2 separate regions of the Capsicum annuum genome follow, and region 2 is linked to region 1. Evidence: chromatin contacts called from public Hi-C data. All regions are on one chromosome and are shown on one strand. Each heading gives the region's core, a stretch centred on a gene start, on an enhancer-like site or on the middle of the called end of the contact. The rest is flanking DNA. Distances are from core to core; before and after follow the strand shown. Region 1 has its middle 74 kb from the start of LOC107847802. Region 2 has its middle 13 kb from the start of LOC107847302.

Evidence for each region. A called contact is a pair of places that touch in the nucleus more often than the background predicts.
Region 2: a contact with region 1 is called in a Hi-C map of leaf, with 1.8 times the contacts expected there. The contact joins two enhancer-like sites. A contact is called at or near these places in 2 of 5 Hi-C or Micro-C datasets (leaf and placenta).

The regions. Positions count from the first base shown.
Region 1 is chr11:61,029,789-61,034,216 of UCD10Xv1.1, forward strand. No RefSeq gene overlaps it. Among protein-coding and RNA genes, the nearest start is that of LOC107847802, 74 kb to the left of the region's middle. Within about 2 kb of position 2,228, at least 5 of the 5 cell types and tissues checked have an H3K27ac peak or open chromatin away from gene starts, as enhancers often do. A contact at or near this core is called in leaf, where this site is marked.
Region 2 is chr11:61,165,856-61,170,283 of UCD10Xv1.1, forward strand. No RefSeq gene overlaps it. Among protein-coding and RNA genes, the nearest start is that of LOC107847302, 13 kb to the left of the region's middle. Within about 2 kb of position 2,691, at least 2 of the 5 cell types and tissues checked have an H3K27ac peak or open chromatin away from gene starts, as enhancers often do. A contact at or near this core is called in leaf, where this site is marked.

The sequences.
Region 1 (4,428 bases), core at 978-3,477:
CTTGAAGAGCATTAAACTTGACAGCAAAAGTAAACATGTCTCTTTTCAATTAGCGGAGAAAAATAAGTAACGAATAAAATTATTTTTAAGAAAATCAAAGAATTGAAGAAGCAAAGAAAAATTCATTAAATCAAGTGAGAATAAAAAAGGTTTAAAGAGTAGGATAAAGAAAAAACGAATAGAAAACTAGAATATTGAACGAAAGTAATGGTTTATCTTGAATAGGAAAAAAATGTAACTATTTTAACATCACATCTTTTATTTGAATTAAGAAAATATTACTTCCTCTACTTTAATTTGTTTAGCTCTTTTTTTTTTTTTTTATATATCAAAAAGAATGACTCTTTCCTCTTGTAGTAACAATTTGATCTCAAATTTTCGCATTGTCATATTTAAGATTACAAGGGCAAAGAAAATTTTAATACATTTAATATATCGTTAATTTAAGACGTCGTGATTTAAAAAATAATTTTTATTTTCTTCAACTTTGTGTGAAGACAAAATATCAATAAATTGAAAAAAACAACGTATATAAGTAAAATTGTTGTATTATGCAATGAAAAGAAAATGAGATCCATATATTACAAAGAAACTGAAATAGTTATATACAAGCATATCTATTTATGTCCATGCGAAGCGCGAATATGTTTGCTAGTTACTAATAAAACTCTAAAATTATGATCTTCAACATATATCTTATTTCAGTTCTATACATTCAACAAGGAAGCACACTGATATTTGCTGTTTCTTTCTTCCATTTTCATTTTAGTATTTCTTCACTTTCTTAATTACTCTTCCTTTCGTTTTTCATTTCGTTAAAGAGAAATATAATTTTATATATTTCTATTTCATATTGTTTGATATAAACATCATAAATGATCTTAATATCCTTTGGTTGAATCCCACTGTTGAGTACAATATATGTTAATGGCTATATAGTGGTAGACAAACTTATCATATTTTGTTTATAATTTTTTTTTTTTGGTTAACGTTTATAAACTATATATTGTGAGCAAGATCAAATTGATTAATGAGGGAAAGGGCAAACTAAGAAAATGTAAAATGTTTTTAAAGTGAGTTCAACTCAAAATTAACAACGTTTTATATGGATTTGTGACGCCTAATAATTTTCAATTTTACATGAGGGGTGTGTTTTTGTTATATAGAGGAATGTATTTCTTGTTAATTTTTCAGTGTTTGGTTGCACTAAAATCTTTTCTATAAAAATATTTTATGAGTGATTTATTTTCCTAAATTTAATCTTGTCTAGTGAAAATAAATAAATAAATGATGCTTAATAGTATTTATTTTTTTTAATCTATAGAATAAGAAGATTGAGAATAACTCAAATAACAAGTCATTGGATTGCATATTTACTTTTCGAAATACCGTGAAGGTGAATATTACTTAACATTTCTTTTAAAATACTTAGTTGAGTTTTACATATTCATCTATCATTGATTTTCATATTATTGTAATGCATCTCAAAATTATCATATTTTATTATTGTCACATGTTTCAAAATAATCGATATTTGAAAGAAAATTATAATGTTTTGTCATCTCAAAATTATCAAGAAGGTACTAATAAAATTAATGAGTATTTTCTTTTAGAGATGTAAATTGCATAATATGATAATAATATATTTTATAAAAAGAAGATTTTTTTTAATTATTATTTAAAGTTAAAGTTATTTGAGTTGATTTGCATTTCATAATAATTTTTATATAATTTCTTTGTTTATTTGTAAAATTATATTGAAAGTTTTATTTTCTATGAGTTTCTTTAATCATATTTTTAATTGTTTCAAACTATTAATTTATTATTTATAATTCTTTTTTTATTATACTATTTTACTATATTATAAATTATAAATTTAAAGATCCATGGGGCTTATGCTCCATTGCCTTGTTCAATGCTAAGTAAAATGCCCTGCATCACGTGCCAGTCTTTTAAAACATTGTTTTCAATATTAGTTTATATATATTGAGCTAGGTAGATCGAGGAATTAAGTTTTATGATTTTATATTTATTATTTATTGTAATTTTGTGATTTTAATACCAATATTTGTGCATCATGTCTTAATTATTTTTTTTTTCAACCTTCTTAATTATTGAGTAATGATAAACCCGATATTTATAATTTGCATTTGCCTATGACTATACAAAAGCAATCAAATATTGAAGAGATAAATTATATCTATCACTTGAAATGTCATAATCTATGTTTAGTGTGCTGAATTATACACTTACGTCAAAGATTCATTTTTGCCACGTAAAGAAATTTTGCATTGCCTTGCTCTTTCAAACTTATTTTTATCTTTAGAAATCTATCAATTTCCTAAAATAGAATTCACATGGGAAAAAGAAACAGCGAAAGTGAAATACACAGAAAGAAAATCCTTACAAATTAACGAGAATAAAATATCATGATCATAATTCATAATTACAGGAACAAATAATGAACAGATGTTTATTATGCCTATTTATAAGGAAATAAAGCCCCTTTAATCTTTGTTCTTTCTTGTTTTCACTTTTCTCCACTTTCTTATCTTTATAATTTTGTCGGTTATTTTACTTATTTAGTTGCTTTTATTACATGAATGAATATCACTGCAGAATTTTATTTTGTTGGAATTATAGATAAAATATGATAAATAAAAATATTTGTAGTAATAATAGAAAATTTGACAGACTTGATCAAATTTTAATATTAAACACAAAACTCGACTGGAAAAGAGTATATGCTTTGGTTAACTTTAAAAGTTACTAATAATATATCATCCCGAATTCAAAGAAAATATAAAAGTTTGATATATCTTGAAATATTGTCACTGCCCACAATGAAATCTATGCTTTCTCATCGTAGGTACTTGTCAATCTGCCACCTGAAATACTTCTCAAATCAAACAGCGGAAATAGTAATAAAAGTGGAAGCTCAGACCGATGAGAGGAGCATGCTTTTCTCTCGGTGCATGTTACCAAGGCTTCACTAACCTACGCCTCTGCAGATATGGCTCGCTCCTCCACCTCGTCTCCGACCAAACTTGTCATGCTGGTGGACTGCTCTAGACCTAATTTCCCCCCAATTACTTTTGGGAGTTACCTTCCGCCAACATTCTTGTCCGTTCCAGATCATGAGGAGGTAAAATCAACTGATTCGAACTCAAAAGGGTCAATACAACTTCGAGATTTTGGGGATTCCGGCTTATCTTACCGTCGACTCCAATTCACAGATGCATATGCTGTCATACACCAACCTCCAGCTGTCAAAAACGACTACCAACAGAATCGGCAGGCAGTAAAGGAGAAAACTCTTGCTTATATTGCTCCAAACACCAAGGATGGTAAAAAAATTGTCACGATTGACGAAGATGACCTCAAAGCTCAGAAGGCATACTGGAAGACTGCTCTGATTGGCTATGTGTTGGGAGACACACCTTTTGTCAAAAGCATGGAAGGTTATGTTTCAACGGTACGAAAAGGGGTGAAAAGGCCTCCTAGCCCATGATAAGGGTTACTTCATATTCCATTTTGCTTCTCATGAGGATTGAGATACTATCTTGAATGGGGTCCATATATTTCACGACCCAAAAATCAAGGGCCATAATGGCACTTGTTGCGGCGAATCTTGACAAGAAAGTCTATCACCCAAACTGATACACTAGGAAAAAAGACAACAATAATCCCAAGGAAAGGCTTCTAGAACCACATACATATATTAAAAACGGAAAGAAACACAACCAATAATGCCATAACTCTCAAAGCCTGGTGTCTCAGTGTAAGAACTACTAATACGATCCATGAATCAAATACATAAGAAATCCAATAAGAATACCTCTATCGCTAAATACTAGTAAAAACATAGTCTAATATAGAAAGATAGAAGTGAACTCCAGACACATGGAATCCAACCACTACCTTGAATAACTTTGAAGGCACTCCAATCCACACTACAAAAAATTGATCAAATTGCGGGGATTAATTTTAAGGTTTGCGGGGGTTTAAAGCCTCCACAAAATGTAATTCCGGCGGTTCCCAAAATCACCACAATATGAGCCGCCACAAACAAGTTGCGATAGTTTTTTTCTGACCCCCATAATTAATTTGCGGGAGTTATTTTGCGGCGGTTGGCCCCCCGTTACTCTAAATTTAATTCTTTTTATAATAAATTTTTATTTAAAAATTGCAGAGTATTAAAACCTCCGTAATTTTTTTTAAAATTTTAGTAGGACCCATCAATTTTCAATAGCTAATTATAAATTCTAATTTTAGCTCAAATTTAATTGTTTCTTTAGGCATAACCTATAATCTAATATTTGTTCAATTCATATATCATTAATACAACATGAGTAATTAAACATTGTAATTGAGCAAGCATATCAAAAATACATTGAACATTAAACTTCAAAATTAAAGTTTCAACAT
Region 2 (4,428 bases), core at 1,441-3,940, 140 kb after region 1:
TTTGTCCTTTGAATTTGGAGTAATAATGAGTGGTTTCTTGACCTATTAAATTTGGAGGACAATTGATATGCATGTCTTTCAACTTAAATATTGCTGCACTCTCTGCACTCCCATTTCTGTGTAGTCATTATGGGTGATTGTCATAGGTCCTTCTCTTTTTAAAACTAAAAATAAAAAATCACCCGATGCCTTAGGTCCCGACTAATTCAAAATTGATTCTTGTATCACTCATTTAAAGGGGAATGCACCCACCAAATTTTTTCATAATCAGGGTTCAAATCAGAAACCTTTGAGTGAAATGGAGAGATTCTATATATTTATCCCATCACAATTTTTGATCGTCATTAGAAGCAAACAAAATCCAATCAAATCGCAAATCGAGTCAAATAAAAAAAAAAATTCGACTAATGATTTCATTTGACTTGATTTGATTTTGAAGAAAAAAATCTGACCGTAATAGGTTTGGTTTGGTTTTAACTAAAAAAAGCCAAACCAACCCAATATTATATTTATACAATGTTTAAAAATATTTACTATGATGTAATTTTAAAATTTTTCAAATATTTACTATGATGTAATTTTAAAAATTTTCAAACTCATTATTTCAAATTTAAACTTAAAATTGTGAATGATCCAGTAAGTTTTATAACTCATAGATATTAGCAACTCAAATCAATACTAGTTCTAACAAAAATATTCAATTAAAACTCTAGGAATGATAATAATGTTGGATATCTATTCTTTAGTTTTGCATAAATACATAACCTACATCTATTTTTCTATTTAATATTTATTCATGTAATTTATACTATTAGACATATTTTAGCATGACGAACCCCCTTCGTCGGAAAATTATACTATTTTTATTTGGTCAAAAATATTTATATGTATATATAGTAGATGTTGAACCCCCTTCGACTAGTTTGTATATTTACTTTTGAACCCCTCAGTGAAAATTCTGGCTCCGCCGCTGAGCATGACTTAATATTTTAAATTATGATTATTTTTATAACTTATTAATATGTAATATTTATTTTATAAGATTATATTACTATTATTTTATTAAAAATTTTTTAGTCATAACTCATTCATGTTGTTATTTTCTTAAGGAACACTTAAGGTAAGAGTATCTTGCTAGAACTAAAGAAATATTTTAAGCACAAGTTAATTATATGTTTGTATGAAACCTTTAACGGAAAAAAAATCTAAAAAAATCAATAAAAAACCTGAGGATAAAAAATCTGAATTTTATTGATTTGATTTATATATTTTAAAACTCGATAGACATAATTTAGTTGACATTTAAAAAATCTGAATCCATCAGATCCGATCATGTACACCCCTAGTCGTCACTGTCTCCTTCTTTGTATTAGAATCAACTATAACTATGGCTTATCTCCATCAAAAAGACATGCAAATCATACACATTTAATTTAGTCCAATATGTATCAACCTTTAACACACTCCTCCCTTTAAGCCTATTAATTTTTCATGGGCCCTTTTAAGAAATAATCATAAATCCTTCTTAAGGGATAATTTCATAGACTTCCCTCAAGATTTTGACTTATAACACATTCCTCCCTTGTGTAACAAAGTATTATACATACCTCCCTTCTTTGATACTTTCCTCCGTACCATTTTATATGATATAATTTGATTAGACACGGAGTTTAAAAAATAAGAAAAGAATTGATAATGTTTATCAAAATTATCTTTTATTAAAAAAAAAATATTACTATTATCTTTAATTAAGTGAAGCCTTACAAGTGAGACCAATACGGATAAAAGTGGAAGCATGTTTTTAAATATTTACCAAATAAGCAAAGGTGATATTCTTTTTAGGACGGATCAAAAAAGAAAATAACGACACATAAAATGGAACGGGGGGAATAGTAGGTACAACAAAACTGTTTTGTAATCTATTTGATATACACTGATTATATATTAAGTATACACTTTACGCACGTAGATATTTTTAGCCGCCGAGCCAGCACTGTAAAGTGTTGATTGTATTGTTTCATTTGAAAACTAAGATTGTTTCGATAGATCTTCACATTCTTATTAACAAATTTTATCCAAAGTAATAAATGCATTCATTACTCGAATAAAACCTAAAGAAATACTATTATATAGGTACTCAGTACGAGATGGAATTATTGCGCCAAAGATGATTATTAATGTCTATAAAATGTTTGTTGGTGGTTCGTTTTTGCTTTCATTGCTGGAATCATCATTTGCACAAAGTGGGTGAATATACTTAAATGATGTCCACAAAAATGGACCTAATTTAATTTTTTGTTGATGGATTCATGTCAGTTTTTGGAACCCAGGACCACATATAATAATTATTAAATGCAATATGCATGTTTTTTAGTTCTTGCTCAAAAGTTTTTGAATTCCATGTGCTAATTCTTGATAAAAACAGGACAGTGATAAATGACCACAATTTTTTTGCCTAAATTTGGTCATAATTGTGAAAAGATTTACATAGTCTTGTGAGTCTTTTCTCAAATAAATTTTTACACATGTTAAAAATATCAAAAGATTAACTAATTTATAGTATGAACCTAACTTTTTTCTATTGTGGATAAATTGTGGTAAAAAAATTGTGGCCAAAAGGATTTTTTCGATTAAAAATAGGCTAGAGTTGGGATTTAAAATGGGAAGTGTTAAATGACCACAATTTTTTGGCCCAAAAAATGACCACAAATGTATAAAGACAATTCTAACCTTTTACTATCCTCTAGATTTGAAACTTTAATGCAACTAAAATTTATGTTGGATAAATTATGACTATCATTAAATGTGGAAAAAAATATTTATTTAACTTTAAAATAGGAGATTCACCAAACTTCACCTTGTACTCATTCTCACCGTTCCTTTTTTCGTGCTTCTCCCTCTATTTCTCTTGAATCTTTTTTTTCATCAAATTCTAAAACTAATTTTATTATATATTAATCATAATTCTTTAAAATGTTTTTGAGTAAAGGTCGTCAATGATTAACTAAATTTTGAACTTATCACATAAATTTATTTATTTATTTATTTATTTATTTATTTGTCATATAAAAATCATTCAATTCTAAAGTTTATCACAAAAGTATTTTTCTTAAAATATTAACTAGGCTAGGCTTAACAAATATGAAAAATATTATTTTTATAATGTGTCACCATTTATCATGTCTAAAATATTTTGAATTTTGATTATCATTATTGAAATATTTTTAAATTAGAATTATAAATTATTTAAATATAGTTTAAATTTATTAAAATATAATAATTAATTAAAACTGTTTAATTAGAGGTCATATTAATAATGAATATAAGTAATATTCATAAGTTATCAAATTATTGTAACATAGAGGTACAAAACTACAACAATAATATGTCTTGATATCTTTAATTGTTGTTAACTAAGGTCCACACATGTGAACTTTGTGATGTTCATGATTTCTATAATGTGTCAATATCTATTATGTATATAATGATTTAATTTTTGACTGCCGCTAGTGAAATATATTAAATTATATTTATAATTTATTTAATATACAATTTTAATTTTATTTGAATATAATATTACTTAATTAGAGATCATATTAATAAAAAATATAAATTATGATTTACAAATTATAAAATAGGCGTAACATAAGGACGTAAGACGACAACATTAATGCATAACTGTCATGAGTTGTTGTTAACTAGGATCAAAATACATGAACTATATGATTTTTATAATATATCAATGTCTATCATGTTTAAAGTATTTTGAATTTTGACTGACGATATTGAAATATTTTGAAATTATATTTAAATTATTTAAATAGAATTTAAATTTATTTAAATGTAATATTTAATAAAATTGCTTAATTAAAGAACATATTCATAACAAATATCAGTAATGATTCACAAATTATCAAATCAGCATAATATAGGGGTCCAAGACTATACATTAATGCGTCTTGATATCTTTTAGTTGTTGTTAACTGGGGTTAACATATGTGAACTGTATAATTTTTAGGAGTCTAATTTAGTTCTTCGTCGCGTAGTAAATAGAAGAGAAAATCGAATTTGATTCTTTGTTTTTAAAAAAAAAAAAAAATAGGAGTAAGCTTGTGACACGTTCACTAAAAAGAATATGTTATAATGTGTCGAAGTTTATTTTGTCTAAAAGTGTTTTGAAATTTTAATTGTTGTTATTATTCAAATTATTTAAATATGTAGTTTAAATTTATTAAAAGTTGGCTCGGACATCATGATTATAAAAGAAATAATTTAAACATAATTAATAATTAGAGGTCGTATTAGTAACATATATAAATAATAATTGACAAGTTATCAAATCAGCGTAACACGGGAGCATAAGCCTCTCCACAATATTAGCGGACGACTTTTTAGGATTGTTGTTAACCAAATTGACACACATGAACT